2 separate regions of the Mus musculus genome follow, and region 1 is linked to region 2. The links are chromatin contacts, called in public Hi-C maps. All regions are on one chromosome and are shown on one strand. The core of a region is the stretch at or near the end of the contact, and the rest is flanking DNA. Distances in the headings are between cores, read along the strand shown.

Region 1 (3,667 bases), core at 584-3,083, 270 kb after region 2:
ACTGTTCTACTTTTTTTTTTTTTTTTTCTGTTGCTGTGACAAAAAAACATTCTGATGAAAAGCAACTTAGGGCAAGGAAAGATGCATCTGACTCACGCTTACAGGTCCCAGCCCATCATTAAGAGAAGCCAGCACAGAAACTCAAGCAGCAGCTTGAGACAGACACCACAGAGGGACAGACACTCCTTGCTGATTGGCTCCTTTGTACTTAGCTCTCTTTCCTGTACAGCCTGAACCACCTGTCTAGGGATGGTTCCGCCCACAGTGGTCTGGCCCTTCCTACGCCAGTCAATCAAGACAATCTTTACAGACAGTCTATGGGTCAGCCTGATCTAGGCAGTCCCTCCACTGCAGCTTTCCTCTCAGGTGACTTCAGAGGCTAACCAGGAGAGGGACCAAGCTGTGCCTGTATTTACTTCAGAGGCATTTAGACTGTGGCTTTTCACTCCAGCATCTGTCCAACTTCTATCAAGTAGCTCCTGGGACCTGGTACTGGGTTTAGAGACCTGTGATCCAACACTGGCTAGAAATGCTCAGAACAAATCTGTTGGCTGACTGATGCCTCAGAGAATAAGACTCCCGTTTGGTAAAAATGCCCACCAAGGTTGGCATACCTGGCGGTTGCCAGGTAACTGTGGGGTGGAGTTTAGACAGAATGCTAACAAAGGCTGCTGTGTAAGCGTGAAGACAAGAGTTTGATCCCCCAAGCCCATGAAATAAAATACAAAAGCTGAGCATGTAACATGTACTTGTGACTCCAGAGACAAAGACAGGCAGATCCTTGGGGCTCACTGCCAGGCAGCCTGGCCTTATTGGTAAGCCCCAGGTTCCCAAGAGACACACTCCAAAAAAACCAAGGTGGACCACTCCTGAGTTTGTGTTTTGTATTCTGGGAATGAGCAGAAGCGCATGGGAGCTGGCCAGGCTTGCAGAACCAGGACCGTAGCTCCTATTGCAACATTCCTAGGGAGCAGAAGCAGGTTACTGCTAAAATTGGATCAGGCTCAGCACAGTCCTGATGGATAAGCTGACCCAGCTTCAACCTTCTGAGGAGGCATAGGCTCAGCTGGGGGTGGGGGGCGGGACACTAGAAAAGAGTAACAAAGCTCTTTGTCAACAACAGCACCTCCACCCCCCAGACATACCCATTTTCCTAGGAAATCTGTCCTCCAAGCTTCTGTCTCCAATGGAGAGGAAATAGGGGTTTCAAGAGCAATTTACCTGATACTCCCTGTTTTAAAACACATGACCAACTTAAAGCCCAGAGAACCACATAGCAAACCTGTCAGTTTCAGGGTTTCCATCTCCCCATGTGTGAACTGGCAATAGTAAGCAAATCCACTTAATGGGGGATCTGGGCTTATTTAAAGAGTGCATGAAACGGCCTTGGGAGAATGCCTGGCAGGAGAGAGTGAAACACACGTTTGGGATTCATACCCTCCTTCCAGGCTTGCCTCCTCAAGAGGGGACCGAGAAAATCTGACAGACCATGCGACAGTGTCCTTCCTATTCTGCATATGGAACAAAGCAAATAGGGGTTGCTTCTCTAAAATTAACCCCTTTCTATCTTTGAGCTAGAGAAACTAGACCTAACAGTTGTAGCAGGGGACAAGAAGGGAAGGAGGGCGCGGGGGACTCTTCACTTCAAGAACAAATGGCCTTCTTTAAACAAAAGGTGGGCTGAGGGGGGCAGCAAGGGATTTGCCTCTCTTATGAAGCCAGGCTAATTACTTTTCTGTAGGTTTTTCAATTAAATAAGCTCAGGGCCAAGGACACCTCGCCATATGTAGGAGACTGCCCTCTGCTGTGGGTTTTCATTACTGCAGGAAGTTTGGGTGTTTGGATTTTTCAGGTCCAGGAATTAATTCTAGGACTGTTGCCAGGAGAGGATGCTGGCCTATTCAACTCTGCCCTCTGCCCTCCAAAGAGAAAAAAGAACCCCCCAGTGTTTGCAATCAAAGGAAGAAATGTTTGGGGAGCATCCCAGACCAGAGGATGTTGTTAAGAACAAAACTACTCACACCCCTAATGACTCAGCCTTAAGGCCAGGGAAAGGCTCTCATGAACAAAGGCAGGGCAACTGTGGAACCATCCCTAAGGCTCATGCACACAGCAAGCTGTTACTCAATACCAGGTGGTGACCTGGAGGAATCGGCAAAAGGAAGCTCAAGTGATCAGAGTAGACTCACGATACACATCCCCTGTCCCTGGAGGGAAGTCTGGGGAAGGCCTGACAGGCAGGGAGAAAATTCATGACTCTGGCTTGTTGTGTATGGAAGATGGGGCACACACAGCACAGCATTGTGTGGCGATCAGAGGACAGGTCTGTAGAGTAAGTTCTTGCCTGTGCCTACATGGATTCCAGTGGCCCAACTCAGGTTTCCAAGCTTGTATAGCAAGCACCTTTCCTGCTCAGCCATCTTCCCTTGCCACGCTGTTTATTTCTTCTAACTGATTTTCTGTAATATTGTCATTTTCACTGGCGATTATTACAGATGTTCTACGGATATTCCCACATTTGTGAATAGCACGGATAGCCTACAGTTGCACTGAAACTTGGAGCTGCCAACATATCAGTTCCAACTTCTGCTGGGAGGAGCCTAAGCTGGTGAAATAAACCTTACCTCTACAGCTTAATAACTTTCTTTTACTTGGGGATGAGGGTTTCAGGACAGGGTTTCTCTGTGTAGTCCTGTCTATCCTGGGACTCTCTCTTTCTCTGTAGACCAGGCTGGCTTTGAACTCAAGAGATCTGCCTGCCTCTGCCTCCCATGTGTGGCACCATGCCTGGCTAACAAATTAATAATTTTAAAACTTGTGCAAGGCACAACTTTATGAGCCTGTTTTCTCATCTATAAAATGGGATTCCCACTTACCTTAGGGGGTTGTAGAGACTGGAACTCATATCGATATCAGTTAGCTCTGGAAGATAGTCATATTAGCCTGTGCTGACCTGTGGCTTGGAGTCCAGTCTAAAAGGATTTTACATGAAGGTAGGAAGCTGAATATTCTACGAGCTTTGCTTGAGGAATGGGGATGCCTCGTGAGGCAGAGACAGGGGCTCAAGTTTCACCTGGCTCTGTTATATCACGGCTCTGTTAGGCAAGCCCTTTCACCTCCCGGGCCTTCATCCTCCATGAAATAGTAATTATAAAACAACACCCACAAACAACAACAACAAAACACTCTTAGAGAATAGTAGTAGGCAAAACATTTTTCTAAGACACGCAAATAGAACACATAACCACAGTGATAAATATATTCAAGGGGCACTCCTGTCTAATGGTGTGTAACAAAGAGAAGGTGAACTAACAGTACTTAATTATGGATCCTCAGTCATAAACACTGATATTCTATAGGTTAGAAAAATATATGAGTTCCAATGGGATCCATTTATTGAGAACTAACAATCAAAATGAGATTTCAATTTAAAGGGGTTTTTTAAGAGAACGGGAAGCTTACTATCCTATTATCCCTACTATTATGATTGATGCTGCTCTTAGTCTAGAGAGGCCATGTTCATGAAGTCATAGCCTAAGATCTGAGAGAGTGAATGCAAGATTCAAAAGTATCCTCAAATTATGTTAGGACAGGACGGGTAAACAGAGGCAGAAGAAATCTAGCTTCCAGAGAGAGAACACAGCTCAAAAAGAAAAAAAAAAAGTTA
Region 2 (3,573 bases), core at 465-2,964:
TAAATGCCAACGAGGGCCAATTTCATTAAATGCCCATGGTGTGTCATTGCTCAAGCTGCTGGGACAACAGAAGAAAACAAAACAAAAAGAAAAAACCCTCAAAACCCAAAAGCTCAAAAACTAAAACAAGTAAGCAAGCAAGCAAGCAAGCAAGCAAATAAATAAACAAAACCCCAAACAAACTAAACCAAAAACCCCTGTAATTCCTGTTCTTTTAGTCACTTTGTTATTTCTAGGACAAAATACAGACAAACTTAAGGGAGGAAGGGTATATTTTGCCTCACAGCTTCAGGCAGATGCAGTGCATCATGGTGGAGAAGACACGGCAGCAGGAAAGGAAGGATGCAGAGGGTGGGGCAGGAGGCTGGTATCCACACCGTGAAGCAGAGAGAGAATAGGAGGTGGGCTGGCCACAAAGCTGTCTAGGAAGTCTCTGTCTCCTAAATGTTCAATTTTCCACTCCTAACCTCATCTGAATTCAAGGGTAGCAGATACCATAATTCTTACTTTCCAAAAGAGCAATCAGAGTCCAGGAGAGGCTGAGAGTGACCCAGGCAGAGCAACCAGGGTATATTCAAGTCCTGGCTAAGGAGGATGAAGGCTTCGGTAACTAGCTACCTCCCAGGCATGAAGGTACCAAACAGCCATCTTGGAGCCACTCACACTCTTCCTGAGACCTCAGTGGTCAGCCCATGGTACTCTCTGTCACTATTCTCTCTGCTTGGCAAGCTGCTCTAGAATACCATTCGGGACAATTTGTTTCCTCTCGTGATCTTAGTTTATGATCTTAGCTCCCTACATCGAACACCCTCAGCTGATCCTCCTTCTCTTCCTTCTTTTACATCAAGACAGGCTCACCATATAGCCCAGGATAGCCTCAAACATAATCTTCCTATTTCAGCCTCCTGAGAGCTAGGACTGGAAGTTGTGCCCTTGCATTCTGCTCACCCTAGCCGAGTTCCCCTTCAGGCAGCAGGCAGGGATTTAACTGGAAAGAACATGGGGGTTGATGGAGATGCTCCTCGTGGTTTAGAGGATTATAATAGTTCATCTTTCTCCTTTTCACAGCAACAGGTCTGCTACCATAGGGAGAAGAGCCCACAGTCTGCTAACAGAGTGGAGGAAGAGAAAAGTTGCATTCGAGCTGCAGAAAGGGTTAGCCTGGTCTGATCTGAGGCCACCTATGATAGATTTAACAGGGGCAAGGGCACACATTTGCCTGATCCACACCCACAATTGCTGCTGCTGCAAAACAGATCTGAAACATCCGTGCTGGCAGAGAGGCACTTCTGAAGGTAGGGTCTACCTGCTGCCATGACAATGTCAAATGTTGGGATTTACAAAAGGAGACATGAATGGCCAAGCTGTCCCCCACTAGAGGGGGGTCTACTACATTAAGTCAGCAAACTGTCCTGTGCTGTTTAAGTTCACTGAGAGGTAGGGGTGATCTACTTCAGACCCAGATATGTTTAGAGTGTGTCCTCCAAGACCCCTGGTCCAGGATGTGCTGCCCCCAGCCCTATGAGAAGGAAAAGGAGGCCAGCAAAACAGTCCAAGAGTGAACGTACTGCAGACTTGAGAACAGGAGAGTGAACAGTTGGCTTGAAAGCCTTGTGTCCTTGGCTTAAAAGCCTTGTGTCCTTGAATGCAGCTGGGAGGTAAATCGTTCCTAGGCATCTTCCCTAAGCAAAAGACTCAGCTACTATTTATCCCACAGCATACAAATGCCTGTGGTGGGGATGGCACATCAGACACATCACCTAGGAGGAGCCATTCTGCTCCAGCTGGTACTTTTGGTCTCCCAGGTGTCCCCACTCAGTTCTGTGACAGAAAAAATAAGTGTCTTATTGGAAGCTCTATCATCTTCCTGCTGCTTGCTGTTTTCTACCCACTTGATCTCAATAAACTTGATCTTCAGAACCCAAAGGATGTCTACTATGGATCATTCGCCATGTGAAACAAGAGAACTGCAGGGAGATGGGGTAGCCAGGGCTACTTTAAAGAGCCTACTCAGTATTATGATGCCATATTACCTTTTAAAGGAAAATTGACAATATAATTTTTCACAATACAACCTCCTCACAAAAGATAATTTTGTGGCAGGATTTTGTCTTATGAGATTATATAGACCTTGCTAGCCTGGAGCATGCCATGTAAACCAAGCTGGCATTACACACAGAGATCCACCTATCTCTGCCCCCTGAATGCTGGGATTAAAGGTATGCACTACCTCATTCAGCCTGCGGCAGGGTTCTGAACCTCATCTCTATTGACATTTGGGGCTGGACAATTCTGGTGGGACTGTTCTGTGTACATATACTGCCTGGCATTGCTACAAAAATTAACTGGGATAATTATACAGTAGGCGTTAACATGGTGTCCCACTTAGAAGGCTTGCCAGCTGTTAGCTCCACTTATGACAGTAGATCTTGGTTGCCTTGGGGATGTACAGAGGCGACACTGTGGACAAGGGAGTGGGAGTGGAAAGATTCAGAAACTCAGGATGGGGATGTGAGAATCTTATGCTAAGTCGTTAAAAAAAGAGACTGTAAAGGTGGAGAAAGCAAGCTGAGAGCTCGCATGCACTGCTCTTTTCCTAATCATGGATACAATGTAATCAGTGCCTCAAACCCTTGCTGGTTTGTCCATTCCACTATGACAGGCTATACCTTGAGCCCAAATAAAGATTTCCTCCCTTAAGTCGCTTTGGTAAGGTTATTATTTTTTTTAATCATAGAAAGAAGAAACTAAGACAAGTGGAAGGATGCAGAACTTTAAGAGATGGATGAAAGCCTGTAACTATGGCAACCCTCATATACAGGGAAAATGTCAACTATTTAATCTTTCTTCTTAAAGACAAATAGATAGGTCCAAAGTGCTTGGAGCTGGCTGTCCATAGCCAATACTGGCTTGTTTGTGCAAGAGAAGAAGATAAATAGTGGGACTGGGTGAATCACACTTCTGTTTAGCTTGCTTTTAAAGCTTACTGTTCATCTAAAGGGAAGCTTTTGCTCTAGTTAGATTTATAAATCAGTTGTTTGACTAAGGTGGTACCTGGGATAAAATGAGAATAAACTGTGTATGAAATCCAGATCTAACCAGGGCAGAAGGCAGTCCTAAAAAAAGGTAAACTCCATCAATACAAATACCCACAGAAGGAGTTCATAGATAGTTTTTTTTTTTTTTAAATTCTTGTTTCCACTTTAAATAGCAACTTCTCCCTCACCCAGCATAAGTGCTATTTTTGATCACTGCTTCCGTATGGTCTTAAATATGCTTTCTCAGCCTTCCCTGCAAGTCCTCTGACTTTCCACGGTCCTGCACCTGACTAGAGAAAACAGGAGCAGGGTGGTGCTGCCAGAGGAGCAGCAGGAGGCTAGGTTTGAACCAGAGCTGAGGTTCACAGTTCCAAAGGAAGCTATCTCCTCCAAGGTTCCCTCAGCCCTGGGCTCCGCTGAGCTCCCGGGACTAGGCAAGTGCTCTCTTTGCACATGTTATCTGTGACCATGTTCTCCTCTCCTCTTCCCTTGCATTTCAGAGTGCTTGCCTGACCATTCTCTATGTAGCTGAACA

Evidence for each region. Hi-C and Micro-C count contacts between places; a contact is called where the count stands out from the background.
Region 1: a Hi-C map of forebrain shows a contact between it and region 2, with 2.7 times the contacts expected there. The contact joins two enhancer-like sites. A contact is called at or near these places in 3 of 484 Hi-C or Micro-C datasets (cerebral cortex and forebrain) and 4 of 115 datasets of contacts at active chromatin or transcription factors (VIP interneurons, astrocytes, embryonic basal ganglia and 1 more).

What each region holds. Positions count from the first base shown.
Region 1 is chr6:92,663,863-92,667,529 of GRCm38.p6, forward strand. The region is part of intron 2 of Prickle2 (prickle planar cell polarity protein 2); the gene reads right to left. Among named protein-coding and RNA genes, the nearest start is that of Prickle2, 40 kb to the right of the region's middle. Within about 2 kb of position 1,834, at least 52 of the 459 cell types and tissues checked have an H3K27ac peak or open chromatin away from gene starts, as enhancers often do. A contact at or near this core is called in cerebral cortex and forebrain, where this site is marked.
Region 2 is chr6:92,392,442-92,396,014 of GRCm38.p6, forward strand. The region is part of intron 8 of Prickle2 (prickle planar cell polarity protein 2); the gene reads right to left. Among named protein-coding and RNA genes, the nearest start is that of Gm38862, 10 kb to the right of the region's middle. Within about 2 kb of position 1,715, at least 23 of the 459 cell types and tissues checked have an H3K27ac peak or open chromatin away from gene starts, as enhancers often do. A contact at or near this core is called in cerebral cortex and forebrain, where this site is marked.